Linked DNA regions of Mus musculus: regions 1 and 3 are each linked to region 2. The links are chromatin contacts, called in public HiChIP or PLAC-seq maps. All regions are on one chromosome and are shown on one strand. The core of a region is the stretch at or near the end of the contact, and the rest is flanking DNA. Distances in the headings are between cores, read along the strand shown. Region 1 overlaps Card14 (caspase recruitment domain family, member 14). Region 2 overlaps Gm11767 (a long non-coding RNA gene). Region 3 has its middle 4.5 kb from the start of Ppp1r27.

Region 1 (3,492 bases), core at 488-2,987, 590 kb after region 2:
GAAAAGGTTTATTTTTACTTTTACATGTTTTGGTGGTGTGTGTGTGTGTGTGTGTGTGTGTGCGCGCATACCATTGCTTGCAGAGGCTAGAAGACAGCATTGGATCCTGTAGGATGGAGTTACAAGTGGTTGTAAGCTGTCTAATTTGGGTGTTGTAACCAAACCCGGGCCCTCTCCAAGGGCAGTAAGTGTTCTTAACAGCAGAGCCATCTCCTAGGCCCCAGTACCCAGCTTAGATTAGGCATCCAAACTGTCTTAAAGAAAACGAATTATTTCCCTACTACCAGACTCACTTCTGATCAGCTTCACTCTGTAGTTGTTACCCGTGGGCTTACACCAGTCAGACCTCTAGCATGACCACGTGCATACACTGGTCACCTAGTGACCTTCCTTACAGAACACTGGGCGATTGGTAGGTTTTACTGTTCCTGCACACACTTGTGGGCTAGTAGCTTTTGTATAGTTTCACTGGGTCGGGCCTCAGAGTGGGGCACGGCCATTTAGAAGACATCAAATGTGATGCTCAGTTGCTGTTCAGAAGGTGGGTAGATATTTATTATGATCCGTAAAAAACAGCCTGGGGTGGGGGGATGTTGGAGAGATGGTTTTGCTGTTAAGAGCACTGGCTGCTCTTCAACAGACTTTAATTCCAATTACCCACATAGTGACTCACAACCACCTGTAACTCAATCACAATGGATCTGATGCCCTCTACTGGCCTCCGGGGACACTGCATGTCAATAGTACACATAAGTACGTTCATACATACATACATACATGCATGCAAAACATCTAAACAAACAGACAACAGCCCCCGGCCCGAGTGAGAGACACCACCTTGATGGTACTGCTCAGAAGTGACCCCCAATGCCCACATGGTCCCTATGCCAACCAGCCAGGCCTCACCTTCCTCCTTGCCAGAATCCCACTGGCTTTGGTCAAAGGATGAAGTCAGAGGACTGACAGCGGCTTTGTCCACACTGACAATTCGTACTAACTTCTGTGGTCCTCCAGGAGGCTGTCACGGGAGGAACAGGGGGACAGGAAAGAGAGCAGGCTCAGCCATCAGTACTGGGTTTGGGGCCTGACACCCCCTCCCTGCTTCAGCACCCTGCCACATAAGCAAATCCAGAACAGCCTCTGAACAATCAGGCTGTGCCATGAGCAACCGGGCTTCCCAGGCCCCACACCAGGGGTGAGAGGCAGGGGAGGGGCCTCAGGCAGCAGGGCTCTGCAGGAAGGGGTAGGGTGCAATAGGCAGAGAGAAGAGCAGGCCCTCTCCCGACTTAGCATTGCCATGCTCCGGGCAGGGATATCCTAGCACCTTGCTCAGGGACAGATGGGTGCTCAAAGTGAAAGGTGCTCTGTGTCCCAAGAGAACAAGGTGCCCGACCTCAGAGGAAACAAGAACAGGGGGTGGGTTGGTGACAGGAGACTGGGAAAGTGAGGAAGAGCAGGGGCCACTCTGAAACCAGGCCGGTGTGTTCACACGGCCCATTCCAAGGGCCTGCAGGCCCACAGGGCTTGGTGGGGAACACAGGGTCCAGATAGTGCCCTGCTCAGCTCAGTGGTCCACACCCCTCACACAGGATTCCACAGCACCCCGCTCCCTTCCAGCCCACCCCAGGGGCACCATACCCTTCTGCCAGAGCCTCACCTTGCGGGGGACTGTGCACCGTTGAGTCATGTCCTGGATGAGGGCCAGAAGCTGCTGCTGAGCCCTGAGCAAATGAAGGAAGAGAGGCTCTGACAGCCTGACTGAGCCTCCTCAAGGACAAGTGTGACACAGGCAGGGAGCAGGAGTGTTCCACCCTGGGCGCATAGACTCAGGCCTTGAAAATATCTCCTAGGCCTCAGGCCAGGCCAGGCCATGCTAATTTAATTGCCCTACACTGGTCCCAGTGGAGCTAATGCCAGGGCACATAACAGAGAGGCACCTACCACCAGCAGACCCATGCACTCAAGTAAACCTTTTCTTCACTCTTTATCTTGGGCAGGCACTCTGCTATAGTGCAGCGAAGATTCTGGAAGGTGGAGGGACCTCAACACTCAACTGAGACAGGCAGATGTTGTCCTTGGGACATCTGCGGGGTTGTGCAGTGCCAGCAGCAGCTACTCACTGTGAATAGTTGGGGATGGTGCCAGGCTCCATGTCTTTCATGGTGTAGGGGTTCACATGGTGGGCATGCCAGCAGCTGCGGCCTTGGAACATGGTGTCAGTGACATGCAGGATGTCATTGCAGTGAGTTTGCAGTTCTCCGTCCCCTCCCCTCTGCATGGCCAGGTTGACACGGATGTAGAAGGAATCCCCAGACGTTACCACTTTGGCATCTAGGTCCTGGATGAGGTTCTTATAACCTGATAAAAGAAGATGTAAGTGGCTGGGCAGTGGTGGCACACGCCTTTAATCCCAGCACTTGGGAGGCAGAGGCAAGCAGATTTCTGAGTTCGAGGCCTGCCTGTTCTACAGAGTGAGTTCCAGGATAGCCAGGGCTACACAGAGAAACCCTGTCTCGGAAAATCCCCCCAAAAGAAGAAGATGTCAGTGGTTGATGATCCCTGACCTCTGAGCTTACACAAGGAAGGTTCTAGAATGTAGAGATGGGAGAGGGAAAAGTTATGGAAGGCACCCAGTGGGATGGAGGGAAGTTTCCAGTTCATTAGAGTCTGGGGAATTTAGGGAGACCCTGGCTGAACTGCCTTGGCTCCTGGTAGGTACAGCAGGGTCACAGGAGGGGACTGAGAGCTGAGCAGGTGTGGGGTGGTGTCTGTACCTTCAGTGTTGATCTTCACAGACAAGTAGCAGGAGCCATTCACCCTCCTGAGAAGGCCCACAGCCTGCTCCAGCGTTGTATTCTCCAGAGTGGCCCTTAATGATGGCTTGGTAGGTTTATAGTCCACCTGAGGGCAAAGTGTGAAGGTGGGCTTCTCACCAACATGGGATGGCAGCTGAGGTGGGGTGGGGGTGGGAGCCTTCAGAGGACCTCTCGGCTTTCGGCAGCCACCCACATATCTTCTCTCATGGCCTATCCAAATCCCTTGTCACAAGCTGTGTGTAGTGAAGTGAGAATTCTGGAATTCTGGTTTCTTTAAAAACACAGAAATATTACAAGAACGTGTTTTCGTTTTAATCCCAGGTATGGGGATGTGGGGCTGCTTCGGACTGTCCGCAGCAGCTGACTTAAGATTTGCCTCGTGTTCTAGGAGAAGCATGGGGTTGCCAGCTGCAGATAGTTTCTGCACTTGTGTGATGTTTGGAATTCTGGAAACTTTTTAGAGAGTTTATAAAGGCTAAAGCCCTGATATGTGGGTGGGAGAGCGGTTGGTGGCCATTGGGGAGGGTTGGTTGTTAGTAGTTGTGCTCAAAGAAGAAACAAAAGGAAAGAAATTAAATTCAGGGATCGTGATCTCTCTCTCTCTCTCTCTCTCTCTCTCTCTCTCTCTCTCTCTCTCTCTCTCTCTCTCTCCCTCCCTCCCTCCCTCCCTCCCTCC
Region 2 (3,607 bases), core at 630-3,129:
GATTTTGTTGGATTGGTTTGTTCCTCTTGTTTTTTTTTTTTTTTTTTAAGAGGCTCTCATGTAGCCCAAACTGGCCTCAAACTTACGGTGTGGTTGAACTTCTTCATCCTCCCGTTGCTAGGAGCGGGAGTTCTGGGCTTGAAAGTTTGCTGTGAGGCGGAGACAAACACTGTCTCGCTGAGCCACATGCTCAGCCCAGAACTGAACTTGCAAGGAGCTGGCTGCCATCTTACACTCTCTTTAGGGATCCAGGAGGCTGCCAGCTTCCCTAGCTCCTCCTCAACACGCCTTTCCCCCTGTTAATTTCAACCATAGCCAGCCTGGTGAGCATGTGACAGCTGCTGAGTTTAGTTCTGGTTTCCCTGGTGGCTGATGAGGAGTCTGTCAGCCCCTTCCTTCCTGGGTCTCTGTTGTCCATGACGATGATGATGATGATGACGACTGATTTTATTCCATTGAGAACTTCACACGTGAACACTAAACATACATGACTCCTAACACATACATACATGAACACTGAACATACATGACCCCTAATTCTTGCTCCTTCCAACTCAACTCCTCCCCCCACATTCATGACCTTTAATCACCATTGTTACATATTTAATGTGTACATAAACATATGCACACACATAATAACCCACTAGGTCCATTCTGCTTTGATTATACATATATACGTCCCTGCTGACCTCTTGGAACTGGCCAAGAGTCTTCTCTTTTTAAAAAAGAGCCACAGCCTCTACCCCAGAGAGCTATGTGGGAAGGAGATTGTGGGTGCCCGGAGACAACCGGCTTGCACCTGGCCACAGCTCGCAATCTTCACTCTTGATGAAGCATGACAGATGCCCACTGACACAGACACATGAGTGAGGTGAGGGAAAGTCCCCACCTGCTCCTTACAGACACCTGTGAGAGCCCAGGCACGGACAGGGCCATTCCCTGCAGCTGACAGCACCCCAGGACTGAGGGGTGGAGTAGCTGAGCCTCACTCACAGGGTGCTGGAAGGGGAACAGTGACCCTGGGCAGGGTGGGTGTCCCCAGTTACAGGCCTGATGATGGGGTAGTACACACCTCCTTCCCATAGGTAGCAACTATGCCTGCTGTACCTGGCAAGAACGGGCTTGTTGAAGAGCCACAGAAGCTAACCCTGCTCTGCTCTGCGCTGCTCTGCTCTGAGGACCAGCACCTTCATACCCCACTACCACCCTCCCTCCGTAGCCCTTGCTAACCTGGGGTTGCTGCTCTCACCACATCCTGCACAGAGCCTCCCACACGTCATTGTCCCTGTAAGCAAGGGATCTTAGGCTGTCCTGCCTTGGGGGACTCCCACACTAGTGAGGTCAGAGGGCAGCTTGCCCAAGTTCATTCCCTCCTACCATTGGAGTCCCAGTCAGACTCAAGGCCTCCCACCACTGGCCCAGCAGAAAGTTGTGTGTGTGTTTGAGACCTGGTCTCTGTGTAGCCCTGGCTATCCTGGAACTTGCTATGTAGACCAGGCTGGCTTCGAATTCAGAGATCCACCCATCCCTGTCTCCAGTGCTGGAATGAAAAATGAGCACCACCATGCCCAGTAGAGTCTCCGCTCTCATCTTGTCAAATGTCCCTGAGATCTCGAGCTGAAATGAGGACAGTATAAACTAATTCTAAGCACTTGTCACAAAAGCAAGGGTGGTGGCAGTCAGAGGCTGAGTAACAGGGCGTGGGGCTGGCAGCAGGGTGCAGGGCCAGCATCCTCGAGAAGTGCCTTTCCTGCAGGGTTGTGGCTCAGGTAGTCATTCCCAAGAACTCATTGGCTCTAGGCTTTGAGCCCCTGGCAGGCACTTAGAGGGGAGGAAATGCCTGTGGCTAGCTCAGGCTGGGCCAAGGGAGTTTCCACCATCCCTCCCAGTTCCAGCAGCAGTGAGATCCCAGGGCCTCTGGCCACATTGGGCCACAACAGCAGCTTCATTCCTAGGCGACGGTCTGAGTCACCATCTGTGGGCTCTGGCTCCTCACCAGCTGGGCTTGCAGCCTTAAGTTTGCCACAGTTTGGCCTCAGCTGAGTCTCCATCACCACTTCGGCCATTTTTCTCTGCTGTTTCCTTTCTTTAAGCAGAAATGTGATGCAAATGGGTTCCAGGTCTGTGCCTGCTGTCACCCGCACACACTTCCAGGGCTGATGTCATGGGTTAGATTCTGGTGGTGCCAGGTCAGAGGCCCCCCACACACTATCACTTGTTGGCCACTGCAGGGCTTTGCAAATAAAGTTTTGGTTTTTTACTGTCTTTAAAATGTTCAATTTATGTATAGGAGTATTTCCCTTGCATGTATGTGTGTGCACCACAAGAGTGCCTGGTGCCCTCAGAGGTCAGAAAAGGGCATTAGATTCTCTAGACACACGGGGTCCTGGGAACTGAACCTGGGTCCTCTGCAAGAGCAACATGTGCTCTTAACTGCTGAGCCATCTCTCCAGTCCCTGTTTGTTTTTGAGACAGCCCAGGCTGGCCTCATAATCACTACAGAGTCAAGGATGACCTTGATCTGGTCCTCCTACCTCTGCCTCTTGAATGCTGGGATCACACTTGGGGCTGGGAATAGGGCTCACTTTGCACGCTGAGCCAGCTCCCCGGGCCCTGTAAGTGAAATTGACTTAGAGTCCGGCCATGCCTGTGCACACTTCTTCCTGTCACTGCAGAGTTCAGACACGCAGGCCACAACTCCCAGAGCATTCTTTTCAATAGGGACATTGATGCTCTAGCTTCCCCCACCCCCCCACCCCCGCAGGAAGCCGCTGGCCACCTCACACCAAGCCTGAGGCACTGAACTGACTGGAGGGGTGGCGGGATTTGCTTCAGCTGCCCCTGGTTGGCTTCTGTTTCTAGGACCCATCCTCCAGGCTTCCAGCTGTGGACACACTGAGAACCCCTGCCTGTGTCTCCTGCTCTGGAAACCCCCGGCCCTCTGCTCTGCTCTGTTCTCCACAGTTGCTGCCAGCTCTTTACCACCTCCCACCACTGGGAAGGGAAGCTCGGCAACCTTGAAGCACAGGCTGGTCCTCCGGTTGCCACTCTTGTGTGTCTTCTTCGGTTTTGAGACAGGATCTGATTTATAGTCCAGGCTGTCCTCAAAACCACAGGGATCCGGTCGCCTTTGCCCACCCTCCCCACCCCACAGCGCTCGGATTAAAGGTGTGTGTCACCATGTTCAGCCTAGTCCCCACTCTTGTCAAATGCCTCTCAAACCTTAGGCTTGTCATTAAACCCAGTGTGACAAAACTTGGCAAGTGCCAGCTGCAGATGGTCAGCCCTGCTCTCTGCTGTCCGCCCCTCTGGAATCCTAACCCTGCCGGCCATCGCTGTTGCTTCCGCTGCTCTCTGCTGCTTTTGTAGAGACGATGCTTACACCTTTGTGTGCTTTGATCGTTCTCAGAGCATTGATTTTCCTTAAGTGACTCCATCTGATGTGGAAGTGAAGTCAGTTTCCTGTGCTTAACTTTTTTCTTGTTCTTGTTCTTTTTTTTTTTTTTTTAAAGCCAGGGTGTCTTGGTTACTTTTCTATCCCTTTGATAAAATGCCATTACCCCGAGGCAGCATTAAGGAAAGAAAAGCTTTTGTGCCAGTTGTAGCG
Region 3 (3,847 bases), core at 1,178-3,677, 620 kb before region 2:
CCAAGCTGTGTGAACACATAACTTGGGCTGAACCCAGAGCATTACTTTCTCTGTTTTAACTATCCCTAGACCTAGGCCTGGAGGATTCTAGTCTCCATACAATCTAATCTTCCAAGCTGACTGGTTCAAACTGGCTTCTCTCAGCTTCTGACTGAATTGCTCTGCTTGGCTTTAAACTAACTGGCAATTTATTCTCTGGCTTGCTCTATATTCACCTGTAACCTCTCTGGAAAACTGTCCTGGTGAAACTGCCACCTCCTCCTCCTTCTTCCCCTGCCCCCCCCCCCCTGCACCCCACTCCCCTGGTCCCTTTCCTGTGCTGTTCTTTTTTTCCCCCAATGTATTTATTTATTTTATATACCTGAGTACACTGTAGCCATCTTCAGACACACCAGAAGAGGGCATCAGATCCCATTAGAGATGGTTGTGAGCCACCATGTGGTTACTGGGAATTGAACTCAGGACCTCTGGAAGAGAGTCAGTGTTCTTAACCACTGAGCCATCTCTCCAGCCTTCCTGTGCTGTTATTGTGAGAGTTGGGTGTATCCAGTCTCATTTTGTCAAATCCTTTTCACTTTTGTCACTTTGCCCCTCAGTTTGACATCACTTTCAAACATGGCTGCTTCCTTCTACAAACTAACTTTACCTTCATTGTTCGGGAATAAAGGTGTATACTGAGGGCATGTCTGTATTCCGGCCAGAGGGATTAAAGGTGTGTGGTGTGCCTGCATTCCAGTCGGATCACACAGACCTGGGTCTTTAGATGTGATTCTCTGCCAAGTCAGCTATGTTGCTGGATTAAAATTCCTCTACAAGTTTAACTTGAAGAACCTCAACTTTTTCTTTCTTTCTTTAAGATTTACTCTTACACGCGTTCTCGCGACCGGCCAGGAAGAACGCAGCAAACCGGAATCTTCTGCGGCAAAAGCTTTATTGCTTACATCTTCAGGAGCCAGAGAGCAAGAGCGCAAGAGCTCTATTGCTTACATCTTTAGGAGCAAGAAACAAGAGCCAGAGCAAGAGAGAGCCAGAGGAAGAGAGAGAATGGCGAAACCCCGTCCCTTTTTAAGGAGAATTATTCTCCGCCTAGGACGTATTACTCCCTGATTGGCTGCAGCCCATCGGCCGAGTTGTCGTCACGGGGAAGGCAGAGCACATGGGGTGGGGAACTACCCTTGGCACATGCGCAGATTATTTGTTTACCACTTAGAACACAGGATGTCAGCGCCATCTTGTAACGGCGAATGTGAGGGCGGCTCCCCACAATTTACTTATTTATTTATTTATTTACTGTTTGAGTACACCATAGCTCTCTTCAGACACACCAGAAGAGAGCATCGTATCCTATTACAGATGGTTGTGAGCCACCATATGGTTGCTGGGAATTGAACTCAGGACCTCTGGAAGAGCAGTCAGTGCTTCTAACCACTGAGCCATCTCTCCAGCCCAAACCTTAACTTTCTTAGTTCCCATGGAGAAACTAAGACTGGAATCAATTAATGATTCCCAGTCTCAAAGCAACCATCTTGAGCTGTAGGCAGTGGTGACCTGGAGCTGGCTTCCTCACAGCACTGCTGAGAGTATGGCAGTATCTGAGAGTCTTAGGGTCACAGGGCTCAGAGTGGTCACTGGACCCTGACAGTAATGTTTCAGGCGGCTTTAGGTCAGACAGAGCCTACATACAGTCTTACCAGTATTCTGAGGAGCCCTGCCTGTGTTTGCACGTGTGCATGCACACAAGCTTTCTGAAGCCATCCAGAGCAGAACATCTTCATGTCATCAAGGCTAGGTGTCCTTCTGCTTGTATCCATTGCCCTAGACACAGCTGTTGGGGTAGGCTGAAGGACTTGACAAGTGTGGTTGTCTCCCAGGTTGTGGGGTATGGTCATCTCCCCCCATGGTTACCTTGTCCTGCCATAAAAGCTCACACTAGCCCAGGGATGCTCCTATCTGATCACAACGAGCAGAGGAAGAGGACCCTCTGTCACAAACTCAGGCAGTGCCAGATGGCCCAGGTATCTGTCACTCCAAGGCTGTACATTCTGACTCAGCAGCTGTGTCAGCTGTCCACTCATACTGCCTTCATTGGCTCTTGGTGACTGGCTATAGGGCCAGGTTCCAGCTGTGTCAGCTCCTGCAGCTTCTGAGGGGACCTGCCGACACAATGGACCACATTCACCTCAAAGTGGGTACAGTAACTTTGGAGTTTGTTGTGGGGAAGATATCAATTCTGTGCCCAAAATGTGAGTCAAGGCTCTGTGGCCAACATGACAGTGCTTCCAGGGGAGAAAAAACAGCAGGGCTGTGAGCAGATATTTTCCAATCCCGGTTCAAAGGTTTGCTGTACATCTGTCCTAGAGACAGCGCCAGAACAACTGCCCAGTTGTGCAAGGATTTGGTCTCTGGATAAGAAAGCTTCAGACCAGGCGGCCACTGTCACGCGCTCCGGAGAGCAGAGTGACTCACAGATATCTTTCCCCTTTCGCAGAGGCAGCTGATGAGAGCATTCCAGAGCCAGGCTGTGCAGGGCAGCTACAGGGTGGTTTCTAAAACCTCTGTGGTTGGGCTAGTGGATTAGTAAGGTAATCAAAGGATCAGTGGGGCAGTGGTGAAGACTGGAATTTCCCAAACCACCTATCCCCTCCACAGATAGCCAAAAGCCATTGGCCTGGGACTTAAAAGAGAGTACTGCCCTAATCTTCAAACTGGCTTTGCTGGATTACCAGACACCTAAGAACACCCAGGCACCGGGTACCTGTCACTGCTGTTGGCCTTGTCCGAGGTTTCCTTCTTCATTTTCGTGGTTTAATTTAACTTAGGCTTGTGTCAATCTTGCTGGCCTTGAACTCAGAATGTTACTCAGGCTGGCTTTAGACTCAAGGCAAACCATCTGTCTTAGCCCCCAGAGTGTTGGAAGTACACGTTTGATGTAGTAGCCAGCACAAACACCAAACTTGTATTGGACTTTGGCTGTCTCGCTAGACATATGCTGTACCACAAAGCTACACTTCCTGTTGTGGACTTTTATAAACTGAAATTGGGTATAGTAACACAAGTTTGGAATCCCAGTGCTTATTGGTTGGTTGGTTGGTTGGTTGGTTGGTTGGTTGGTTGGTTGGTTAGTTGGTGGGTTGATGGGTTTGGTTTGGTTTTAAAACAGTTTCCCTGTGTAGTTCTGGCTGTCCTGGAACTAGCTCTGTAGTCTGACCTCAAACTCACAGAGATCTGTCTGCCTCTGCCTCCTGAGTGTTCATACAAACCACCACCCACCTGGAAAGATGACTGAAAGCTTTCAGGCTGCTGGGCTGTGGTAGTACACACCTTTCATCCCAGCACAGGTGGATCTCTGTAAGTTCAAGGCCTGCCTCCTCTTCTAAGTGAGTTCAGGATATACTGGGTTACACAAAGAAATGCGGTCTCAGGCTGGTGAGATGGCTCAGCGGGTAAGAGCCTGACTGCTCTTCCAAAGGTCCTGAGTTCAAATCCCAGCAACCACATGGTGGCTCACAACCATCTGTACAGCTACAGTGTACTCATATACATTAAATAAATAAATAAATCTTAAAAAAGAAAGAAATGCTGTCTCAAAAAACAAACAAACAAACAAACAGAAAGCCTAAGGGCTACAAAATGCTGGAGGTAACTGCTGTGTGATTTGTTTTGTTTTGTCGAGCCTTAAATTTCTGGCCTCTCTCTCCCAAGTGCTGGAATTACAGAAATTATCACCATCCCCAACTTTGTATAAATGTTCTATTTCATCCTCCAAAACGTAGAAATTCTAACCCTCAAAGACTAGTCACTTTCTAAGCTTGTACTGGTTCAGGGACTTGGAGACAGAGGGATGTAA

Evidence for each region. HiChIP or PLAC-seq counts read pairs in DNA pulled down with a chosen protein or histone mark.
Region 1: a contact with region 2 is called in a FOXA1 HiChIP or PLAC-seq map of pancreatic cancer cells. The contact joins two enhancer-like sites. A contact is called at or near these places in 1 of 39 promoter capture datasets (embryonic stem cells), 5 of 115 datasets of contacts at active chromatin or transcription factors (astrocytes, embryonic stem cells, large pre-B cells and 2 more) and 1 of 9 other capture datasets (liver).
Region 3: a contact with region 2 is called in a FOXA1 HiChIP or PLAC-seq map of pancreatic cancer cells. The contact joins two enhancer-like sites. A contact is called at or near these places in 1 of 39 promoter capture datasets (liver) and 1 of 115 datasets of contacts at active chromatin or transcription factors (pancreatic cancer cells).

What each region holds. Positions count from the first base shown.
Region 1 is chr11:119,337,101-119,340,592 of GRCm38.p6, reverse strand. It overlaps Card14 (caspase recruitment domain family, member 14), which reads right to left. Exons shown (of 23, transcript NM_130886.4): 16 at 2,775-2,901; 17 at 2,121-2,358; 18 at 1,658-1,721; 19 at 907-1,018. Among named protein-coding and RNA genes, the nearest start is that of Sgsh, 17 kb to the left of the region's middle. Within about 2 kb of position 1,737, at least 22 of the 459 cell types and tissues checked have an H3K27ac peak or open chromatin away from gene starts, as enhancers often do. A contact at or near this core is called in pancreatic cancer cells, where this site is marked.
Region 2 is chr11:119,931,668-119,935,274 of GRCm38.p6, reverse strand. Gm11767 (a long non-coding RNA gene) reads left to right here. Exons shown (of 5, transcript XR_001780400.2): 5 at 1,086-2,265. Among named protein-coding and RNA genes, the nearest start is that of Baiap2, 9.6 kb to the left of the region's middle. Within about 2 kb of position 1,879, at least 142 of the 459 cell types and tissues checked have an H3K27ac peak or open chromatin away from gene starts, as enhancers often do. A contact at or near this core is called in pancreatic cancer cells, where this site is marked.
Region 3 is chr11:120,553,676-120,557,522 of GRCm38.p6, reverse strand. No RefSeq gene overlaps it. Among named protein-coding and RNA genes, the nearest start is that of Ppp1r27, 4.5 kb to the right of the region's middle. Within about 2 kb of position 2,427, at least 92 of the 459 cell types and tissues checked have an H3K27ac peak or open chromatin away from gene starts, as enhancers often do. A contact at or near this core is called in pancreatic cancer cells, where this site is marked.